3 separate regions of the Bombyx mori genome follow, and regions 2 and 3 are each linked to region 1. Evidence: chromatin contacts called from public Hi-C data. All regions are on one chromosome and are shown on one strand. Each heading gives the region's core, a stretch centred on a gene start, on an enhancer-like site or on the middle of the called end of the contact. The rest is flanking DNA. Distances are from core to core; before and after follow the strand shown. Region 1 holds the start of LOC101735332 (N-alpha-acetyltransferase 38, NatC auxiliary subunit). Region 2 holds the start of LOC101745827 (CLK4-associating serine/arginine rich protein). Region 3 holds the start of LOC101746855 (nuclear factor related to kappa-B-binding protein).

What was found. A called contact is a pair of places that touch in the nucleus more often than the background predicts.
Region 2: a contact with region 1 is called in a Hi-C map of whole pupa, with 2.5 times the contacts expected there. The contact joins the promoter of LOC101745827 here to the promoter of LOC101735332 in region 1. A contact is called at or near these places in 3 of 7 Hi-C or Micro-C datasets (middle silk gland, posterior silk gland and whole pupa).
Region 3: a Hi-C map of middle silk gland shows a contact between it and region 1, with 4 times the contacts expected there. The contact joins the promoter of LOC101746855 here to the promoter of LOC101735332 in region 1. A contact is called at or near these places in 2 of 7 Hi-C or Micro-C datasets (middle silk gland and posterior silk gland).

The regions. Positions count from the first base shown.
Region 1 is chr18:7,603,922-7,608,897 of ASM3026992v2, reverse strand. It overlaps LOC101735332 (N-alpha-acetyltransferase 38, NatC auxiliary subunit), which reads right to left and starts at 2,721. Exons shown (of 3, transcript XM_062673686.1): 1 at 2,096-2,721; 2 at 1,472-1,601. The coding sequence starts at 2,137. LOC101746991 (nucleic acid dioxygenase ALKBH1) reads left to right here and starts at 3,490. Exons shown (of 4, transcript XM_004928199.5): 1 at 3,490-4,353. The coding sequence starts at 4,240. It overlaps LOC101745429 (methylenetetrahydrofolate reductase (NADPH)), which reads left to right. Exons shown (of 7, transcript XM_062673676.1): 7 at 1-600. The coding sequence ends at 569.
Region 2 is chr18:6,650,763-6,655,738 of ASM3026992v2, reverse strand. It overlaps LOC101745827 (CLK4-associating serine/arginine rich protein), which reads left to right and starts at 3,008. Exons shown (of 15, transcript XM_062673655.1): 1 at 3,008-3,143. The coding sequence starts at 3,117. LOC101745966 reads right to left here and starts at 2,461. Exons shown (of 5, transcript XM_062673657.1): 1 at 2,092-2,461; 2 at 441-571. The coding sequence starts at 558.
Region 3 is chr18:8,351,111-8,356,086 of ASM3026992v2, reverse strand. It overlaps LOC101746855 (nuclear factor related to kappa-B-binding protein), which reads left to right and starts at 2,073. Exons shown (of 21, transcript XM_012692161.4): 1 at 2,073-2,843; 2 at 2,918-3,208; 3 at 3,550-3,666; 4 at 3,924-4,285; 5 at 4,365-4,489; 6 at 4,722-4,970. The coding sequence starts at 2,412. LOC101737641 (serine/threonine-protein phosphatase PP1-beta catalytic subunit) reads right to left here and starts at 608. Exons shown (of 7, transcript XM_038017227.2): 1 at 293-608. The coding sequence starts at 341. LOC134200571 (a long non-coding RNA gene) reads left to right here. Exons shown (of 2, transcript XR_009975542.1): 2 at 181-378.

The DNA of each region.
Region 1 (4,976 bases), core at 1,472-3,971:
TTATTTCCTTCTTAAACAATTCAGTGGACTTGGTGTTTTCATATAAACTTAGGTACATTGTTCCATTAGCAGCAAAAGTACTAGAATGTTTAGAAGAAAATGTTCAGTTGCATTTTTCTAAAATTATATGGCAATTGTCTGATCCTAAGATGGATGTAAACATGCGGCACATCGCTGCATTAGCTAATAATAAAGTTGCAGAAGTATTTAAGAAATTACCTAAAATTGTGAAGATTAACTCTCTGAAATCAGCCATTATTTTATTACAAGATGAAGATGTGGATGTCAGAAATTTGAGTGTCATTTTTTACAAAAATATAAGTCAAGAATCTGCCGAAAAACAATGTTATATCTGCCTTAAAAGAATTATGCAAAAAGAGTTTCTAGAAAGTTTATTTTGTGAACCAAATGAAATTGAAATGCTTTTTAATGACTTGTCTGAAGTACTGCAAAATCTCAATAACAAACAAAAGGATGAGTTTAACCCATTTGCTAATGAACTTAAAAATATATACTTAGAAGTAGATGTTTTGCAGCAACTTTTGGAAAGTTTGAAGAACTCTGATTAACCTAAATAAAGTATATGAGATAAAGAAAAAATGTTATTTGCACTCAATTATAATAACATTTATTTAATTAGATATTCATCATAATAGTATGTTTGAGATGGTGTTGTATCATCAATTTGTATTGACACAATGTGTCTTCCAGGAACCATGACTAGACCTAATACTCTGGGTTCTTCAGTTTCTCCCTCATTATTTTTCAAGTACTCTGAGCAAGCACCTAAAATACAATTTATATGTAACAAAATTAGGTATTTCACCAATCATAAAAATTGATTGGTACAACTTGAGCCTATACATTTATTAGCTACAGACAAAAGGATAATATGTTGATAATCAGCTAATTTCACTACTGCTTTCAATGTTTGTCTTATACCATTACCTATAAGGATAATTATTTATTATTTAGGTTCTGGCATTTTTGTGCTCATAACACACGAACACTAGCTTGGGGCTTTAAATGTATAATATTTGTTTGTGTGATTTTTGTCAACCATACTATATATGAGTCGACTATTATCAAAGCCGGCAATGTGACTTTTGGATAATTATTGGTAAATCAGAAAAACGAATTATTGACTTTGTATTCCATTGGCAGTCACAAAACTCTTCTGAACGACATCTTAGATAAATAACAGGTTAAGTATTAACCTTTATTTAATGCAGGTTTTGAACCGTATTCTTTGAAGGAGACGATTATATTCAAATCAATCTGTATTGAAATATCAATAAAATTTTTTTGTCCAAATGCACAGATTGCTACCTTTGATAATAGACGACTCATATAAGCACATGATATACTATTGGTAAACCTACACACTTGTGATATAATATGTGAATTCAATAATTTTTACAAGATTGTATACTCAACCTACAAGAGCTCTATAAAAGTATTTAATCCATACCTAAAATTACATTTGCATCTCTATCTGTACACAGGAACACTCCTATCAGAACTCTGCCATCGGTCATTTCAATTCTAAATTTCATATTTAACCATTTTCTAAGTTTTGCCTTTCCTTCTTCCTCCACCACCTGAAGTATACAATTATTAAAAGTAGTAGGTACTATCTAATCCATTATGTCTATGTACAGGTTTGAAATAACAAAAAATATTTAAAAGGAATTATTTTTATATCTCTTGTTCATCCTTAATTATATTTCATGGGAAATAAGAGATCAAGCATTACTTTGATACCTAAATCTAGCGTTACTCAGTCAATTACATTTAATTATGAACTATCTAAATATCTAGAATTTATGATTATGTCAATGTGTAAACATCAATAATTTAAATGATTTTTCCTGGAAGGCCAAATAGGAATATAACTTGTATTAATGTTAAAAAAGCCTGAATCAAAAGTCATGTACGTAAAATTAATTAATGAAGGGAGGCGAAATTTAGCAAATATATAATTGGCTTGTCTACATACAATATTATTCTTTTAAAAGAAGTCTTATTCACTTTCGATGCTAACCTAAATATTATGTATATTTTATTTGTAGACGTGAGTTTATTTTTATCATACCTGAGGTGCTTCCGAAGTCGTTTTATTGCCTTCATTACTCATTTCCTTAGCTTGTTCAAATCTTTATCCCTGAACAATAAACGAGTTTCTTGCTAAAGTCTGGAAGTATTTTTATACGGCATTATTTTGTAGCCAGGTACATGGTTACACCATTGAAGTAGGAAACCTAGGTTACACACAAAGCATTTTTATCTGTCATGTAAAACTTAATTTGACCAAATCAAAATCAAATATTTTTTTTGAACCATAGACCTTAGGTTTCAAGGTTTCTTATTTCAGTGGTTTGAACTCTCAAATGTAATTCTCTAAGTTAGGGGATTTTATGACCTGGTAACTAAGATCTTTAAGTCAAGTCTTATTTTAATTTTAATGAAAACTTTTTAAATGAAAAATGATATTATGAAATGAAGTTGATTAATATGAAACATGGCATGAAATGAAATGAAAACGAAATGAAATGAAAATGATTAATTTGAGACATTAATTAAATGGGATGAAATGAGATGAGATGATATGGGATGAAATAACTTCTTGTTCTTCATAACAGCCCACAGACGTCCACTGCTGGACATAGGCCTCCCCCAAGCCTCGCCACAAAGACCGGTCCTGCGCTGCCTGCCAGCGGATCCCCGCGAACCTCAATACGTCGTCGGTCCATCTTGTTGGAGGCCTACCCACGCTATGTCTTCCGGTACGCGGTCGCCACTCAAGAACTTTCTGGCCCCAACGGCCATCCGTTCTATGAGCAATGTGTCCTGCCCACTGCCACTTCAATGTCGCAATCCTTTGGGCTAATCGGTTACCATGGTTTTCTTGCGAATCTCCTCATTTCTGATTTGATCTCGCAGGGAAACTCCGAGCATAGCCCTCTCTATTGCTCTTTGGGTGACTTTGATTCTTCTCATAAGGCCCATTGTGAGCGTCTACGTCTCAGTGCCATATGTCATCACTGGTAACGCACACTGGTCAAAGACTTTCGTCTTGAGACACTGTGGTATTTGTGATGAGAAGATTTTACGTAGCTTCCCGAACGCTTTCCATGCGAGCTGGATTCGACGGTTGACCTCTTTTTCGAAGTTGGACTTACTTAGCTGGACAGTGTGTCCCAGATAAACTCGTCAACAACTTCGAGCGTTTAATTTTCCCTCATTTGTGCAGTTTCATTATCATCTCATTTCATTTCATTTCATTTCGTTTTCATTTCATTTCATTTCATGCCATGTTTCATATTAATCAAATTCATTTCATTTCATAATATCATTATTCATATAAAAAAGTTTTCGTTAAAATTAAAATAAGACTTGTCCTAAACTTGGTCTTAGTTACCAGGTCATAAAAACCCGTCAATAAATTATGCTTTTATTGTTATTTGTCATGACAGCTCTTCAAGGATTTTTTGGCGGGAACGCGAGGAGTGAAGTTGTGTGATTTGTTTTATTTTTTCTATTTAGTGTTTCTTCAGGTTTAAATGTGTAATAACGGTGGTTTATTAACAGTTAAATACATTTGAAAGTGCACAAATGTGGGAAAATGAAACAAAGCCGCTGGACCTAACTTCTCGGGATCCTTCAAAAAGTCCACTGAAAAAATCTCAGTAAACGACCACTATTTTACTGAGATTATATTTCATCCCATATCATCTCATCTCATTTCATTTAATTTCATCCCAGTTGATTAATGTCTCAAATTAATCATCTTCATTTCATTTCACTTCATATTATCATCTTCCATAAAAATATCCCATATTATATCATCTTTCTTTTCTTTTTTTTGTATTGCCCTTATAGGCAGACGAGCATACGGCTGATACGGCCTACCTGATGGTGAGTGGTTACCGTCGCCCATGGACTTCAGCAATGCCAGGGGCAAAGCCAAGCCGCTGCCTACCGAAAATCTCATCTTATTTAATTTCATGCCATGTTTCATATTAATCAACTTCATTTCATTTCATAACATCATATTTCATAAAATAAAATAAAAAAATATACAAAAAATTTGGCTGTATGGTATGATGCCTTTGCCTTTCCATTTGGAAAAATAAAAGTACTACTGACAGCTCTTCAACTTCTTAGTAAAGATAGTTTTATTGTTATTGCATAAATTCCGAAAAGTACATACATACTGTATGTTATGATTTAATTATTATGTCTCAGAGTACAGGCGTAGATTTGTTTATGAAGCAATTTAAATATTTTAAATCTAATAAACCACAACCATCTCTCAATAGTGTCATATCTGTGGATATTACAACTTCAGAGGTAGGTAAATTACCAAATCCCTTTTAACAAATTAACTAAAAGGGAACGGCGTTTAGTCATTACAACACTATTCTGTACACACCACTCTACACGCCTCTATACAAAAGTATTTGTTTCCACTGTATAATGACCCTAGAGCTAACCTCTAACCTTTGCTGGAGGCCTAAGAGGCTATTCCAGTTACGTCCGGACGAGTAGCTGAGCTTACGAGCTCAACCTGAGAAGATTTGCTAATACTAGCCCTAAAAAGAGCAGTGCTTCGCAGATTCTACCACTGGATTGGAAATGCGACCCACTGAGAAGATCAGGCCAAGAAACTCAGTGGGCTGTGTCTGTGCGTTAATTTACTGGCCGAGCTCTTCGTCGCAAGCGATGGATTCGACAAGAATGATGACCAGTACCTGGGGTACCAAAAAGGACCTTTAGTAGATCAGGAGGATCTGCAATGACGTATTTTGGGCAAAGTTGACTGTATACCATTTGGTCCGCAGGATATCGGGAATGTAGTTACCGGACATCTATGCCCACAAAGCCTTTGAAGGCAAAATGAAGCTACCCATTATTGCAGTTGCTTTTAGACATCTAGGACACATATTTTACGAGTGAAACAAGATCATCCCAAT
Region 2 (4,976 bases), core at 1,759-4,258, 950 kb after region 1:
GTTAAGTTTGCAATAGTAACAAGTCAGATAATCTTTATCTTCTTCATATTCAAGATTACTTTGTTTGTCAATCCATCAATTCTTGAATGTCATCACTATCGACCTCAATATTGAATTGTTTGGCAATATCGACTAATTCTTCAATAATGCTCTCAATTTGTCCAGAATCTGAGATCGTCGTACGATATATTCGGACCCGTCATAAACGGAACACTATCAAAACGGAGTGAGAAAGCTAATACTGATCAAAAACAAATACCGCGTACTATATCCGAATTGATGGCGTAAGTCGGGCTATTACTTAATATCTCATTTTAATAAAAGTATTATTTAGCTATTATTAGTGACTAATTATCCCCATATTCCGCAGGACGGTATATTAACTGTCGATATATTCATCCATTTCCGAAAGTTGTAAAAACTTTTGTAACTCTTTATACCTTTTTTATATGCTCGACTATTGATCCACTGTTCTATATTTATTAATTCATCATCATCAAGTTCAAGGAACATTTCCAGCAGGTTGTATTTAATGTTTCCTATGTTAATGTCTGACATCGTTTAATATAACCTACAAATAAGATAAAATGACAAACTTCAAAAACATTTTAATTTATTAGCTATTTTGTGACCTGGTAACTAAGACCTTTAAGTCATGTCTTATTTTAATTTATATTATTTTTCGAGACATTAATCAACTGAGCATTTCTCAAAATTGTTGACCGTAATTTTAAAAATCATCTTAAAATATAATATGAATATTTAGGACATATTATGTTAAATACAGCAAGCTAAATCTAGGCCATGCGTAAAATGTGCGCGAAGGACACTGCACCCAGCCCGGACGGCGTCCATGGCCGAGTTTGACTCTTGACGGGGACCGACTCTTGAGGCTTTACAACTCCTGCCTCGAGTCGGGATGGTTTCCTTCCTCGTGGAGGACGAGCAGACTCGTGCTGTTGAGAAAGGAGGGGTGCCCGGCGGATCCCGCCCAGGGCACCGTCCCATCGTATTGCTGGATGAGGTGGGCAAGCTGCTAGAACGCATTTTGGCGGCCTGCATCATCCTGCATCTGGTCAGGGTGGGACCCGACCTGTCGGCGGAGCAGTATAGCTTCCGAGAGGGCCGCTCAATGGTAGACGCGATCCTGCGCGTGCGGGCCCTCTCGGAGGAGGCCGTGTCCGGGGGTAGGGTGGCTTTGGCGGTGTCGTTCGATATCGCCAATGTGTTTAACACCCTGCCCTGGTCCGTGATAGGGGGGGGGGGGCTGGAACGACACGGAGTGCCCACCTACCTTCACCAGCTGGGTGGTTCTAGCCCAGCGGGATATTCTGTAGGATAACTAACTCTAACCGGCGTCAGCCTGCCGACTGAGAGGGCTGGTAGTCGTGGCGCCGACGACCGCCGGTCCGACGTCCCGAGGGGGAGGGGGATGGGAGAGATGTGCTCCGCACTAAACGCTTCACTTTCCCCCCTTTGCCTTTTCATGAGTTCTGTCTCATACAAGATTTGGATGTTGGTTGTTGAGCGACAAGAGGTTTTAGTCAGTTCAACACTGACATACCCCGCCCGCCAACCCCAGTGAAGGGCGGAAGTGCGGCGATTTCCTCCTGAAGAAAGACGCAGACTGTATTATAAATTTATGTTTTTCTATTAGATCATAGATTAAACAACATCTTGAAAAGTTAAAATTGCGAAAAATATAATAAATTAAATTGTTTTAGCAGTACGGAGTATTTTTTGTTACCATTTGAATACTTTCCAATCAAAATGTTTAGTTTTCCTATAAGATAGAAAAAGAAGGATGCTATATTTACTATTTTATTTATCATGAAGTTCTTTTAAATGACTGATTATAGCGTTTCAATTTAAAGAAAAAGAAATATTTATCATAATTATCAGCATAACTTTGGGACAGTAACAAAACAAGAAGCTTGGGTAACAAAATTGGAAATGTAAGGCTTAGCATACACATACTTGATAATATCAAAAAATGAAAATAAAATAAGTAAAAATCAAAACAAAAATTAAAAATTTATTGCGAATATTATGCCAAAAACAAAACATTCATTAAGGAAACAAAACTTATACCTTCTAATGAATCAGTTGGGTCTTCATTATATACTAGTATGGCAACTTTGTCAGATGTGTACTTAGGTTTAAAAACTCCTTTTTTGTTACTTCTCGTTCCGGTTATACGTTACCACGCAAAAGTAATAAAAACAGAAGTAACGAAAGGACGGGTAAGAATTTCAATAAAATACTAATTTTTTTAAACTCAATAGTTAAAACGGTATTTTATATCAAATTGTAGTCCATAAAATTAACTATTCATTAATTTTAATAGAATATTAAGTATCTTGAACTTATCTTCACACAGGGTAACAAAATCCACACTCGCCACAATCGCCACAATGCAGAGGACAACGTTATGTCGCGGCTGTTGTCGCCACCGATTACCGATATGACATCATAACAAAATGGCGATGTGAAATGTCATCAATAGTGCTGCCAAAAGAAAAAAACACTAACTAAATTACCTAGTTTAAAAAATCTTTCGACATGCAAATCGGTAGCAAAATCGGAATTCCATTTTATAATTTTATTAGGGACAATATTATTTTCCGAAAACTGATTAACTTACGACGTATTTCACCATAATATACTAAATAAAACATGTATTCAAATATTCCAAGTAGTGGTTTAAGACTAACATATATTCAGTTTCTTAGAATGTAATGAAATAAATGAGTTCAAAATCATTGCGGTCTCAATGGGACAACCTATTTTCCATAGTACGAAAATGTTGGTTTTTAGATTATTAATTATTTATTGTAGTTACAATTAATTATTTATTGTAGTTATTTATTGTAGTCAACAGTTGATCCTTCTGTTGCTAGTGCATTTGACTCATCACTGTCAAATTTGTCCTCAGGAACAACAGTTTTTTTTTTGCTGGTTCTGATTGTTTACTTATACTTGCTTCAGATATATTAAGGGGTGATGTGGCAATACACAATTGCCTTGCCTTTGTGTTCCTGTGCTGGAGCTACTTGGATAGCTTTGTCATTACTACACCTATTTTCAAGTGGCTGGACATCTGGAAATATGAAATAATGTTAGCAATTTCCAACAAACTTATGGTTTGTAAATATATTATAGGATTATATGTGTACTGTCGTAGTAGTAGTAGTAGTATTTAACTTCCTAGTCATCATTATCAGCCCATATAATATATCCCCTTGCTGGACACTGGCCTTCACTACCATTGAGAGGGTTTTTAGGCCTTAGTCCACCATGCTGGCCTAGTGCTGGTTGGTGGATTACACACCTAAGAAAATCCTAAGAACATTTACGTGTGCAGGTTTCATCACAATGTTTTCCTTCACTGTTAGAGTAAGTAAGTGATATTACACTGTGATAAATTTTCATTATCACAAACTTCCTAGTACCTTATGTAATAGGAACTGAGGTCCACTTGCCCATTTTGGCTACTTCCACTAACTAACTAACTATTCTCATTTTTTCTGATATTGTTATTTGATTAGGAGATCTGTGAGTGTAACGAATTATTGACAGTTACACCTACCTTGACTACAAGATGGCAAAGGTATAATAATACGATACATCTCATTTTTAGTCGTCTCTTCAATTTCCTTGATAATAGTGAGTCTTTGCCGTTTCACAAATGAAGGCCGAGGTTCACTATGAGTGAATTTTCGTTTTCTATCTGCCCGACAATCGAATTTGGATGGTAAACAGTTTGGTTTCATTCGAATTCATTTGATGGAGCTCATTATCTTGTATTGCATATAATTCTCCATGTCGTTTTCCAGCTAAAACATGAAATAATTTTCCAACAATTTCAATACATAACCTATAAAAAAAATATTAAAATGTTATTTTACTAATGTTAGGAATATAATTTCGACTGTGTCAAAATGTTATTATAATGTATACCTACATTATCTCTTGAAAGATAAATAATGAACATATTTACTTATTTGTTTATATTACGTGAACTCTTAACCTATCTTTTTTATACCTTCATAGCGATAGGTATATAGGAGGATGGAAAAAATGTATTTGGTCTAACATTACGCGAATGCACATTATTTTATTTTTTTATTTTTTTAATTAAACTGTATACCAATTAATTGATTCTTCAGGATTTATAATTGCTTTTTTTTCACGATTAAAACCGCGTAGAAAGTTTAGGCATTATAGTTGACGCATGCGCCATAGATTATACACTTATGGCATGCGCAGTACACATATTTTGTATACATTTATTCAACTAATACAAATAGTTAATTAAACAAAAAATGAGTAATTTCGAAAGAGAACAAACGTATTTTATATAAGAACAATCGAAAATGAATATTTACGAGTAATTAAGGACGAAAAAATATTAAAAATTGCAATCGAGGGGCTAACTTGTAGATATATTTTTAATATTTTTTTTTAAATTAATAAATGGGGAACAAACAATTATTAACAGTGAACAATCAAGAACAAATGATGAACAAACGAATTAATAGAAAATAAGTAGAAAACAGGAAAAAAAATTTTTTTTGAGGGGCTAACTTCATTCACCTCACCATAGACCTGGTTTCCTACTTCAGTGACGTACACAGATTAAACCATAGATTATTCACTATAATCGAACACTTAATATTTGAGACTTACGTATGTGCATCGGTACCTACCTCTAAAGTTGTTGTGGTTTTTAAAATAAAAAATATATTATAACTTTTAGAAGTAATACAGAAACTTGTTAATATGAAATATATGTAATCGTCACATTTATTAATGACACTATTAATCGGTGATTATGTGGCACGAGGCAAGAAAACAAGAGCGTATGATACGTGGAATGATCGTGGATTATCGTAGGAGAGCTGAGCGGCGTAAGGATTTCTACGAAAAAATCGTAAGACAATCTCCAAGAATGAATTGTTGAATCATATAATCAC
Region 3 (4,976 bases), core at 824-3,323, 750 kb before region 1:
ATCATTGTTCAGGGCTAAAATCTAACAACTATTGTTTATACGTAAATCTTCCCTTCTAATTGAAAAATAACATATCCAAGGCATTTAAACATTAACAGAAACGCTAATATGCAGCCTGATAAGAAATTAAGGATAATCGATTTATTTATGAGGTTGACGTTTCTATGCCTTCTTATTCAGAAATAATTACGCAACAAGGACCAGCTGAATGAAAACCCAATATTATCAGACTTGCAACTAGACGTCTGGTAGTTAAGAGAGGCTCACAAAATCGTAACAAATTGCATTTTACCTTCCAAAAGTCTGTGAATTAGACTGTCAACATTTAGTTCGTCAGCCATATTTACTACACGAATAAATTTATGTCAAAAAGTCAAATGTTTTTTTCTTCCTGTTTGCTCTTATTGTTTGTGGTTAGAATTACTCTTCATAATACGCAGAACTTGTAAAGAAGTAAATAGGAGAACAATTTTATGTTTAAAATGGTTTTTATCGTCGCTTCTCATTTATTGTGTTTCATGGATAGTTACTTAACTTAAAAAATGTCCATTGGTAGACACAAAACGTTAAAATAAAATAGCATTTGAGTAAGTTTCAGGTACATTCCAAGTACTGCAAAATGATTCGTATTTGGTTTTTAATCGGTTTGGTTGGAAATATACATATCTGCAAGAACGTTTTGGGTTCCTAGGTGAGACGTATAATTTTTTCCTGTGTTTGTTTGCTTATCGTTTCCATGCTGTTGATTTATTAAGTATATATAAGTAAATTAATATATAAAAGTATATTGGGACCTATATAAGTGATTATGGTGATTTCATATTGTGTAAACGGTCTAAGCATATATACTATTTATTGTATTGTGTTTGAAGTCGTCGTGGCCTAAGGGATAAGACGTCCGGTGCATTCGTGTTGAAGCGATGCAACGGTGTTCGAATTCCAGACGGGTACCAGTTTTTCTAATGAAATACGTACTTAACAAATGTTCACGATTGACTTCCGCGGTGAAGGAATAACATCGCTGTAATAAAAATCAAACCCGCAAAATTATAATTTGCGTAATTACTGGTGGTAGGACCACTTGTGAGTCTGCACGGATAGGTACCACCGCACTGCCTATTTCTGCCGTAAAGCAGTAATGCGTTGCGGTTTGAAGGGTGGGGCAATGAGCTCGTTCACCTATCTAAGCAATAAAAAAAATGTATTTTTTTCCTTATTAATCTATTCTTAATAGTACACCGCAACATATACAATACTGTATCTTAATATTTTGAGAATTTCTGTAAATAAATCGGTTGTCTAGAACAGATCGCTTTTAGTAATAAGGTCGCATAATGTACAAATATATCTACTTGTTGATTCTTTTTTAATGTTAATTGTGTTTTGGCGTGCATTAAAGTATATTCTCTCGAGAGATCACTTTCCATGAAATTTAACATTATCGGTGCCCATTCGTAAATCGTGCTCTATTCGCTTCAAATTGAAATAAAGTAAAATCAGCTGAATTATTCAATTAGTACCTTTTTTACTCATCGTTTCTAAAGTTGTTCTAAGCATTAAAATGAAGTATTCATCCGATAATATTTTTAAACTACTACTCTAAAAACCATCGAACTTGGAGTCGTTGCGTTTCCAGAGATGTTTTTTCCACGTACCATTCGGCTCGATATTTAATTTGCCTCTACAGTGTTTCCCGAGTATTTCAAACTGGGCTTGGAATGAGTTTGGAATGGTACACAGCGCTTGGACTAGCATGTTGAGACAAACTTGAATATTGCTCTGCTTTGGAAGGCTTAATAGATTTATTAAAATATTACAATTGACAGCCATACCGGTATAAGTTGCAAAAACAGTTATTAGTTCTGTAGTAGAAAGCTCATTCTATATAATCTGATACAAAGGTGTTATAATTTCATTAATTTTCTCTAAAATTAATCGAAATCAAATTCACAACTACTTTTAGATTAATAAGTGGACAAGTTTATTTTTATTTTTGGTCATTGTATTTTTTTTTGATATTTTGTGTTTTGAGCCATCGACTAAATTTGACTTTTAGGCAAAGACAACACTTGTTTTATTTTTAAATTCCATTCTGCGGCCAAAATGTCGCTGATCTTGATTGTCAAGCTATTTTCTCATTGCAATGTTCCGTTCTGGCGTATAGTATGTGTGAAACACCGAAGTTTGGCGTGTGCGTTCTATTTTATTTTAGACAAGACTTGACGGCTATTTAAAAAAACTTCATGGCTCTCTACTCGATTTTGTTTTGCCATAGCTCGGAAATTTCGTAAACAACACTTACAAAACAACGCGATAATACAGTGAATATGATTGAAAATCTACATTTGAGTATGTGAAAAGCCGAGACATCGGATCAAGGTTGGATATAATTTGATCACCCTGGATACGAGATGGATGACAAGATGGAAACTGATCATAGCTATAGTGGAGAGAGCAGTAGCTCTACTGATACTTCCAGCGGGAGTTCTGAGGGCGATGAAGAAGAGATGGAGCCGGTACGGATTCTAGGACATAGTTTGGAGCTACCTCAGGAACTATGCGAAGACTATTCACTATTCAAAGAGTTTTTTTCTACGAAAACTTGGGAATCTTTAGATGAAAAACACAAAGAACATTTAATGAAATTTTTACCAAAATTCACGGAAAATCAAGAAGAGGAAACAACAAAAACTATAGAAATGCTTTTTCATCATGAACCTTTTCATTTCCAATCACCTTTCAGCACTTTCTATAATAATTTAAGGCAGGGAAATTACAGACCTGATATAGCCAAAATGAAGAAATTTCTTAAAAAAGCAAGGGCTAAACAGCAGAGGCATAGGGTAATCGATACTTAAAGTAATATAAAACAAAAATAGACGAATATGTCAATTCATATTAATGTGTTCAATTTCAGATAAAATCTTATTATGCCAAGTTATTACCTGAAGTTTTGCTATCACGAGAGAGGTTATTAGCAGCAGTTAAAGCAGCTCCACCTGGCCCAGCACCTAGAATTCCTTCATTGCCGCCAAAATCATCATCAAAAAATAATTTCAAACCGTTGTACTTGAGAGCCAAGCAAAGATATTTTGAAGAGCTTGCAGCTATTAGAAGTGAAGTAGGGGGTGATGAGTCTGATGATGAGAACTACCCTGATGGACCTCCAGAACAGTTTGTAAAGAAAAAGAAAGGAAATAATGTTACAGTAAGTCAAGTCAAGCTTCTATATTAATCAAAATAATATTGTTTATGACAAAATAATTGTTGCTAAATTGAGATAAAAATAGCAGTAAATTTAATGGCTATTTATACATTCAATTTATTTTTTTCTTAATTGTATAAAGCTCTGCAATATTTAAACTCTCTTGAGAAGGGGAAGATCATGTATTAGATTAATCAAAGCTTTATTTAACTATTGTCTGAAAATTTCTGAGAATTATTAGATTAGTTAAAAAATATATATTAATGACTTGTTTTGCATAATTTTCTCATTTATAGTTAAGAATAGATATTTAAATGTGAATGTTTTATACTTTATATACTTAGAATGCTGATGGGAATATTTCTGGTACTCTTGCTGGTTCTGAACAAACACTTCCAACGTCACTTGAATGTTTGAAAAATGTCCTAATGGCACACAGATCAAGAAGACAGTATAGAGAAGTAAGTCTAAATGTACATTTCCATACTAAAAATAAATTTAATTAACAATTAATGACTGCCTATTAAAGGTTGGTTTTACTTAATTTTTTCTTTTCCTTGTTTGACTGCATTTGTGAATACTTAAATTATTTTTATATAATAATATGATGTACTATTTTTTTATTAACATACTTTTTTTACATTTATTTGTTAAATAATTAGTTCAAGTTGTAGCAAGAAATTCAAATTGATTGGTGGACATTTAAATATTGTTTTAGAACCATCCAGAGTTAAACATAAATGGAATAACATTAGAAGATATAAAACAACGAGTGGCACTTGTAAATGGTGCAAAAAAACTAATGTTTGGAGGACCAAAGATTGCATCTCCAATCCAAAAAATTAAAAAAGCTCCTAAAAAAGATGCAGTAGTAAAAAAAATGCTGGAGAATAAAATATCAAAGAAATGCAAAGAAGAAACTGAGAATCCTGACATCAAACCTTTGCTTCAAAACATAAAAATCAAAGTTGAAAAAGAAGGTAGTGACTCTGAAAGCTCATTTTTAGAAAATGTGATGAGTCCTAAGCAAATGAAGAAACACATGGAACAAGTTGAAATCAAACAGGAAATAGGAGCAGAGTGAGTCTTAAATAATTTTTTTTACCAAAATTGGTGAAAAGCTTACTAAAGATAAAATAAAACGTTGTTGCACTTTCAGACCAAATTATGATGATCAGTTTGATGCATTAATAAAGCAAGAACCACCAGATTCCATGCCCATTTCAAATATTTCTAAAATTGATCAACCAATTCCCATTAAACTTGAAGACTTGGATGGCATAGGTAAGACTAATAAAGTGGTTTAATCTAAAAATAAACAAAAGGCAAACATCTTAAAATAACTGAACCAAATAAAACAAATTCAAATTAAATTAGCATGATACTATCAAATTAAATATTTGTTGAATATATACCCTCTGCTTCTTTTTAATTAAATTACTTACTAAATAAGATATTGAAAAGAGGATTATGAATATACAAAAATAATTATGTTATAAATATATATTACATACAGATATGATGGCCCTACCAATAGAGTTAGCTGACGACACTGGAGAAGTTATTAAAGCGAAGTGTAAAGATAGGGACGAGCTTCTGGATGTGGATGAATCTTTAACTGAAACAACTCACGCTAACTTCCTGTCGCTTGTTCGAGCTTTGTTTCCGGCGAGGGCGGCTCACCGGGCCTCGAAACAACAGCTACATGCAAGATGTGCTGCTGTTATGCGCTCGCCCATAGCGCCTCTAAACACTTGGTATAACTGTGAGT